Regions from separate parts of the Mus musculus genome. Here region 1 is linked to region 2. The links are chromatin contacts, called in public HiChIP or PLAC-seq maps. All regions are on one chromosome and are shown on one strand. Each heading gives the region's core, a stretch centred on a gene start, on an enhancer-like site or on the middle of the called end of the contact. The rest is flanking DNA. Distances are from core to core; before and after follow the strand shown. Region 1 overlaps Ntn4 (netrin 4). Region 2 overlaps Cdk17 (cyclin-dependent kinase 17).

What was found. HiChIP or PLAC-seq counts read pairs in DNA pulled down with a chosen protein or histone mark.
Region 1: an H3K27ac HiChIP or PLAC-seq map of extraembryonic endoderm stem cells shows a contact between it and region 2, with 5 times the contacts expected there. The contact joins two enhancer-like sites. A contact is called at or near these places in 1 of 39 promoter capture datasets (cranial neural crest) and 1 of 115 datasets of contacts at active chromatin or transcription factors (extraembryonic endoderm stem cells).

What each region holds. Positions count from the first base shown.
Region 1 is chr10:93,722,269-93,725,765 of GRCm38.p6, forward strand. All of the region lies in intron 5 of Ntn4 (netrin 4), which reads left to right. Among named protein-coding and RNA genes, the nearest start is that of Gm15915, 41 kb to the left of the region's middle. Within about 2 kb of position 2,088, at least 21 of the 459 cell types and tissues checked have an H3K27ac peak or open chromatin away from gene starts, as enhancers often do. A contact at or near this core is called in extraembryonic endoderm stem cells, where this site is marked.
Region 2 is chr10:93,164,092-93,168,027 of GRCm38.p6, forward strand. The region is part of intron 1 of Cdk17 (cyclin-dependent kinase 17); the gene reads left to right. Among named protein-coding and RNA genes, the nearest start is that of Mir1931, 3.3 kb to the left of the region's middle. Within about 2 kb of position 2,515, at least 184 of the 459 cell types and tissues checked have an H3K27ac peak or open chromatin away from gene starts, as enhancers often do. A contact at or near this core is called in extraembryonic endoderm stem cells, where this site is marked.

The DNA of each region.
Region 1 (3,497 bases), core at 838-3,337, 560 kb after region 2:
TCAGCTTACACTTCCACATTGCTGTTCATCACCAAAGGAAGTCAATACTGAAACTCACACAGGACAGGAACCTGGAGGCAGGAGCTGTTAGAGAGCCCAGGGAGGAGTGTTGCTTACTGGCTTGCTTCCCCTGGCTTCCCCAGCGATGACACCACTCTCAGTGGGCTGGGCCCTCCCTCATTGATCACTAATTGAGAAAATGCCTTACAGCTGGATCTCATGGAAGCATTTCCTCTTCTCTATGATAACTCCAGCTTGTGTCAATTTGACACACAAAACCAGCCAGTACAACCATTCATTTCAAAAATCCAACCTAGGGGCTGGAGAGATGGCTCATCAATCAAGAGCACTGGAACTCTTCCAGGGAAGCAAAGCTTACTTTCTACTACCAACATGGCTGCTCACCATCACTTGGAACTCCAGCTCCAGGAGATCTGATACCCTCTTCTGATCCCTGTGGGCAATTGTGTGTGTGTGTGTGCGCACACACACACACACACACACATACACCCCACAAATAAAAATAAGTCCTAAAAACAAGAATTCCAAAAAAGAAAGGGAAAAAACAAACAAATAAACAAAACCTCACCTTACTCAGTACTTGTCATGTGCAAGGCCTATTCTGGTCATTCCACAGACAACAAAACGGAGCCTCTATCCTAATAGAAAATCTCACCACCTCATCATATGGTTATATAATTAAAAACTGTAAAAGTGTTAGGAAGGGAAACAAATGCTGTGACAGGTGATAGGCCAGACTCATCATATCCAGAGGAAAGCTCTAAGGTGCTGTCAGTAGGAACTAGGGCTTCTCTCTCAAGGAAAAGGGTTCGTTAGAGATAACCCCGCTCCTGGCCGGGTGACTGACTGGTGAGTGGATTAGGAGTACGAGAGGGTGAGCAGGTGGTATTTCATTTCAAAGCATGATCCGGACAAGAATAATAACTGTGGTGTGTGGCAGAGCCAAGTTCTTCAGAGTCAAGCAACATATATAAAATCATATCTGGAAGTGTTCTAGTAAATTGAATACGTCTGTATATTCAGAAGTATTTTCCCTGGTTTAAAAAGTCACAAACCGACATGATAGAGCTGTTTTCTTTCTTTCTTTTCTTTTCTTTTTTTTTTTTTTAAACCATGTAAGATCTTTTAGATATCTCCAGGAATAAATAGAAACTGGCACAGTTACAATTGGTAAACAGGAAAAAAAAAATCACACACACACACACACACAAACACACACACACCAAACCAAAAAAAAAACCCAAAAAACAAATAGAGGCCTGACCATCAGCCACTGTCATGGATTAAAAATAAAGGCCATGACGTCAGTATTTATTTACATTATACACTTACATTTTTACCAAAGGCAGATAAGAAATATACTAAATTACCTCCCATATACTGTCTAAGACATTGAATAAAAGCATTTCTTACGTGTGATGAATTTTCCTATGCCACGTGAGACAGCTAATTCACGAGAGAATAAATTTCAGTAAATTAAAGGCATATGTTAACTTGGATTACTTACTAAGCTCATTCCAGCAGGATTTGGTTTGAAAACAGTATGTCTGCCGTGCACATTGATTATTATAGACAGCTGTCAGCTGAATAAAATGTATTTATCGATTCGGGGATCGTTAGGAAAAAACGTGCCTAAGTGGCTATCTTGCCTTTCACAGGGTGAGAGCTCCATTTACTTTATCTTTTAGTTTCATAGTTGTTCATCCACTAACAAAACTGGTTGTTTTTGTAGCTGTTGGGTTACTATCAAAGAGATGGCGGGAGAATGGAAGGAGTAAACAGAAAGAAAGGGGCGCCTTTCATCTGCTATTGAACTTCACACTTAATACATTAGTAACAGCTTATACTATCTCCTCTCTGCTTGGAACTGTGTCCCAAAATCATCCCCCCCCCCTTAAGTCCCCACTCCCTCTGAGAGCCTCAGCAGGCAGCTGCCAGCTCCTGAAATGTCTTTGCTATTTAAAAAAAAAAAAAAAAAAAAAAAGAACAGAAGTTGGGTAGGGCCTTGGCCTTTCCAGGAGAAAACAAAGCTGGGAGCCTGGGAGGCGCTGTACCGAGGAGGGCGTGGTCACAGGACCGCGGTGAAAGGTCCCCAAGCTGCCACTTCTTTCCCAGCTTAGGGCCTTGAACTTTTGAGTGCTGTTTTTAGAAACGCTAAATCAGGAACAAATACGTTCAGGGTATTTTGCTCTCCGTGTATCTTTTGCCAGCAGAGCAGCAAAAAGTTAAGGAACTACCAGGTAACGCTAAAGAGCCCTGAGTGGCCTTTCTATGGTGAGCTCAGTCTCAGAGTGCGAGACATCCATACAGGGGCTGCAGTCCCGCTGAAGGTGGGAATAGGGGCGGAAAGGCAACCTTGGTACCCTCGGATACCACCACCACCACTATCAACAACAACAACGCCTTAAGTACCCATCCAAAAAATAAGGACCACAGGGTTCCTGGCTATTGTTACTGGCATTTGTATGCTTAAATTCAGGCAACTGAGCAGCTTTGACTACAGGTTCACTCTCTCTAAGCAGCAGGACCATAAATCACACCCTACTTTTTACTCCTACTCTGATTTACTACATGAGTGATAGGTTGGTGTTTTTAATCCAAGCAAAGGACTGTGCAACCAAAGAGGAACTTAATTCTAACTCACAGGGTAATCAAAAAAGGTATGCTACAATGCTGCCACCACATTCCTCTCAAGGGCAAAGTAAAGAGGCGAACTAGAAAGCCAGTTGGATTGTTTATCCCCTTAAAAAATATACCATTATGTATGTGTCCTGAGGTCATTGCTGGGTTTCCCTCTGTATTCTCTTACACTGTGGACTAACTCCATCATAACACTCACTGCCTTTGGTCATTTCTTTCCTTCACTCAAGAGACATAATTCCTACTACGTTCCCTCATATCTCTGACTCCTAGCAGTTCATGTTGATGCCAAAGTTCAGGAACTCCTTGTCGAAAGTGTGAGTCAATAGATGGGTGAGTGGATGGATGTGTGAGTGGACAGGTGGGTGAATGGAGAAATGGATAGATGGAGGGATGGATGGATGGATGAATGGATGAATGGATGGATGGATAGATGGATGATGATAGATAGTGAGCAAGGGGGTAGGTGAACAGGTGGATGGATGGATGGATGCATGGATGGATGGATGGATGGACGGACAGATGGATGGATGGAGAATAGATGGGTAGCAAGCAGGGAGGTGGATGGGTGGATGAATGTCAAGCATCTTAAAATATACACTAGGCGGAAGATAATAGTTCTTTAATTGATTATTTGGCACCACAAATTTCTAACACATTCCTAAAAGCATACACTATCCCACTCACCTTCAAGTTGCCCTGTGATGTAAATAATGTTCATCTCACTGGTTGATAAAAATCCTGAGACTCAGGAAATAGATTTTATAAAGGCTTATAAGGAATAAGCCTCATAACCAGGACTTAAACCCCATCCAAGCTGACTCCTGAGTTTGTCT
Region 2 (3,936 bases), core at 1,265-3,764:
GCCCTGTTGACTACAGGGATTTTAAGGTATGTTTTGATACATTTAGTTTTCAGATATTGTGTGGTCCTGCAATTGTGATGGGAAGGCGTGGGGTATAAGATTATTTGCTTGGCTCTGGCAAGGCTTGTTCTCAACCCTCAACTCCCAGCAAAACTGTTTCCTTTTCCTTCCTTGGTGAAATGGAGCTACAGACTGAAGAGCAGTGGGGTACCTTATTGTGACCAGCACAGAGAAGGATTGTGGCAACCCAGGAGGCTGTTCCAAAGGGGAGACCGGGATGCCTTCTGATACTACTAAAAAGCTGTCTGAACACAGCATTTCTTTGCCTGTTTCCTTTGTTATTGTCTCATAGTAGGCATTTTATTGTTGTTCTTTGTATAATTACAACTTCACGTTCTGACATTCTTCTACATGGGTTTTCTACTTCCAGAGTGGATAATTACTGAATAAGTGTATTTCTCTGATGGTGGAGAAAGGCCATTATATGTTAAACTCTACTTACAGAAATAGTCTCTAGGCTATTTTAGAAACAATCTCTCCTTTTGTGCATGCAAAGGAAGAGTAATTTTGGATTATTTCGAATTTAAAGAGTATTTTTGCTCAAGCTTTTTAATATTGTATTTGAATTATTTTTATAAAACGATTATGACATTTTTAATTTTTAGTGCTGATGTAATGGTATTTAAAATGTGTTTTCCATAGTACTTGTAAATGCTAGAAGACTCATTCCATAGCTCACTAGCAAATTCAACCTGTAATGTTGCCAGTTTCTTTGAACTATTTGGAGAGAGGACTGATTTGACGGGCTTTTAAGGATTCTTCTTGTCTTTATGGCTTTGTTACCCTTTTGCTCACAGTATAATCACTTGGTGTTTAGTTTCGTGTGTGTGTGTGTGTGTGTGTGTGTGTGTGTGTGTGTGTGTGTGTGTGCGTGCACGAGTGCGTGTGTTTACTTTTAACATCTGTAAAATATTGACCTGGAAAAAGGAATTGTGAAGAGCCTGAAAAAAACTGTTTTGGGCATAACTTTCTCACTCTGCCATGTTTTGCTCTCTCTGCTGGCCAACTTGGAAAATCAATAAACATTAAGAGTAAATCTAATGTTTTATGGTCCACAGTAACGTGCCATCCTAAACACTTGTTTTTAGGAGGTTGATTTACAGATCAGATCCACAGTGTGTCAGGATAGCTTGCCTAGCAGAGGGCACAATTAATATTTAATTACTTTTTTTCCTTGTAGTTCATACTGTATACTGAATGATTGCATGGCCCCACAAATTCATGTGTTGAGACCCATAACCTACTGGTTAAATGGTTTGGAGCTAGGCTTGAGGGAGCTAATTTGGATTTAGTGAAAATGATTTTATTTTCCAAAGAATCTTCAAAAACACTCTTTGATAAACCTTATCTTAGTCCACTTCATCTTCCGTAACAAAACATCACTCATTGAGTGGCTTTTTAAAACAGCTTTTTCCTCCCTGTTCTGGATTCCTGAAGTCTGAGGTCACAGTGCCAAACCGGTTAAATTTTGGTGAGGGCTCTCTTCTTTGTTTGTAGATGCCTGTCTCAACTGTGGTTTTCTGGCCTTTTGTTTGGTGCCTGCAGGTGGAGAGGGAGGATGAGAGAAAAAATGGGAGGGGGTGCTGGGGGGGGGTAGAGGAAGAAAACATGGGCTAGAGGGTTTTCTTCTTATAACTACTATTATAAAGGCCTGCCCTCTGGACCTTGCTTAAATCTAGTCAGATCGCCCAGATCACCTCCAAAAACCATTGTACCCGTAGGTGAGAGTCTCAACACGCGAATCTGAAGCCACTCAAATGTTCAGTGTTTAACGGAAGCTGTGAGAAAGATCCTCAGTTGTGCCTGGTGCTGTGCTAGACTCTATTGTTTTGTTAAATCCTCACAGGAAACCTATTGTATTGGGTAAACCTTTTTTTCCTAATAAGGAAGCAGAGGTCTTAGGTTAGGTAATTTCCCCCAGGGTCCCACCACTATAGTGACCCAAGATCCAGTTAACATTCAAAAATGCCGTGCTCATAGTGTCTCTACCAGGATGCAATGCTGAACAGCTTGCTGGCTAACATAGAAGCCGCGCTAAGTCAGAGGAAAGCACAGGCAGTGTGTGTGCAAGATTGTCCCACAGTCCTCCCCACCCTGGCTTCTTTCACGGAGGTTTTAAGTACATTTGCTTTCTTTCCAAAATGTCTGTGTTCGTTCACGTTGATTTTACATGTCTTAGAAGTTTTGACTTTCTATCATTTAAATGATAATGCTTTCATTATGTGAGCGTATGCCATCTGTGTTGGCCAGCTTTATACTCCTGGGACAGAGGAGTGTTTCCTAAGGGGAAAAGTCACCCTTCAGGAGGAGGCCGTTGTTTTGACACTTGTTTCAGAGGTTTCGGTGGTTATTTGGCTCCCTGGTTTCTGGGCCTGTGGTCAGACAGAACATCATGGTGAGGAACGTGCATGTGGTAGAGCAAAGCAGATCCGCTTGCTCCTGTTGTCAGGGGAGCAAAGGGAGGCGGGAGGTGGAGCCTGGGATGGATTGTATCCCTCATGCTCATGTCTTCCAGGACCTGCTTGCCTTACCTAGACCTTCCTCCTGAAGTTTCCACTGCCTCCCAACCTCTCTCTAGGTTATTAATTTATAAATACCTTAATCTATCTGTGAGATCAATGCCTTCATGATCCAGTCACCTTCCAGACAGTCCACTGTCTGAAACCCTGTGGCATTGAGACTGCTTTTAACCCTTGAACTCCTGGGAATATTTGGGAGCCAATCCATGATACCATCAAAGTGAAAACTTCAACAAATACACACACCACCTATTGTTTTGTTTCGTTTTATCTTGATATAACTTACTGTAAGCAAGGTAGAAACTTTGCATATGTTTAATCAGATACCCACTGAGAATAGAATGATAATATTTTTCATGTTGAAAATTGATCTTTAGGATAGAAAAAAAATCTATAAATTAGTATTGTTAGCATACATTTCGTACTCAATTTAAAGAACAGAAAATATTATTTCCTGAAAGGTGTTTAATTAAGGTGAAAAGGAATCCCCCCCCCCATAAAGGCTAATACTGAGAATCATTTAGCTGGTCATACTGGCACATACTTGCAGTCCCAGTGCTGAGGAGGGTGAGGCAGGAGGATTACAAACAACTTTAAAGCCATTCTGAGCTATACAGTGAGATTCTGTCTCAAAATTTTTTTCCCTCCCTCCCTCCCTCCCTCCCTCCCTCCCTCCCTCCCTCCCCCTCTCTCTCTCTTTCTTTCCTTTCTCTTTCTGTTTCAGAGATTCTCTCAATTGAACCTGAGTTAATGTTTTCACCTAGACTGTCCGGGCAGTAGACTGAGCACCCTGCCCTGTCTGCACAGTCTCCAGCACTGGCCTGTAGACATGGGCACGATGCACAGCTCTTCTTGTGGGTTCTAGAAACCTGAACTCAGAGCCTCGTGCTTAGGGAAGCCGTTGGTGACAGATCTGTCTCTCCAGCCCCCTGTCTTTTCATAGCGTGTTTTGTTTTGTCTTTCATTTTATGTACTTGTTACTATATGTTCAAGAATTTTCAGTTTTCTATGTGTGTAAATAATGAAGAAAATATTCGAAGGTATCTTTTCACTGTCCCCTAGATTATGTGGTCATTTTGTTTTTCTCAAAGCATATTTTTAATGCTGCAGTATTTTTCATTGATGGCTGACAGTTGTTTTTAGCACATATTATTGTTCACTAATACAAATAAAGGTTGATAAGAGCTATATATTTGTGAGAAATTTCCAACTCACAAACGAAACTGAGACAATTCTTTTTTAAATAATGTGGGGTTTTTCATGTTTGTTGTTGTTGTTTTTTTTTTGTTTTGTTTTGTTGTTTTGTTTTTTTTTTTGTTTGTTTTTTTTGTTTTTTTTTTAGGGGCCAGAAAAGTGG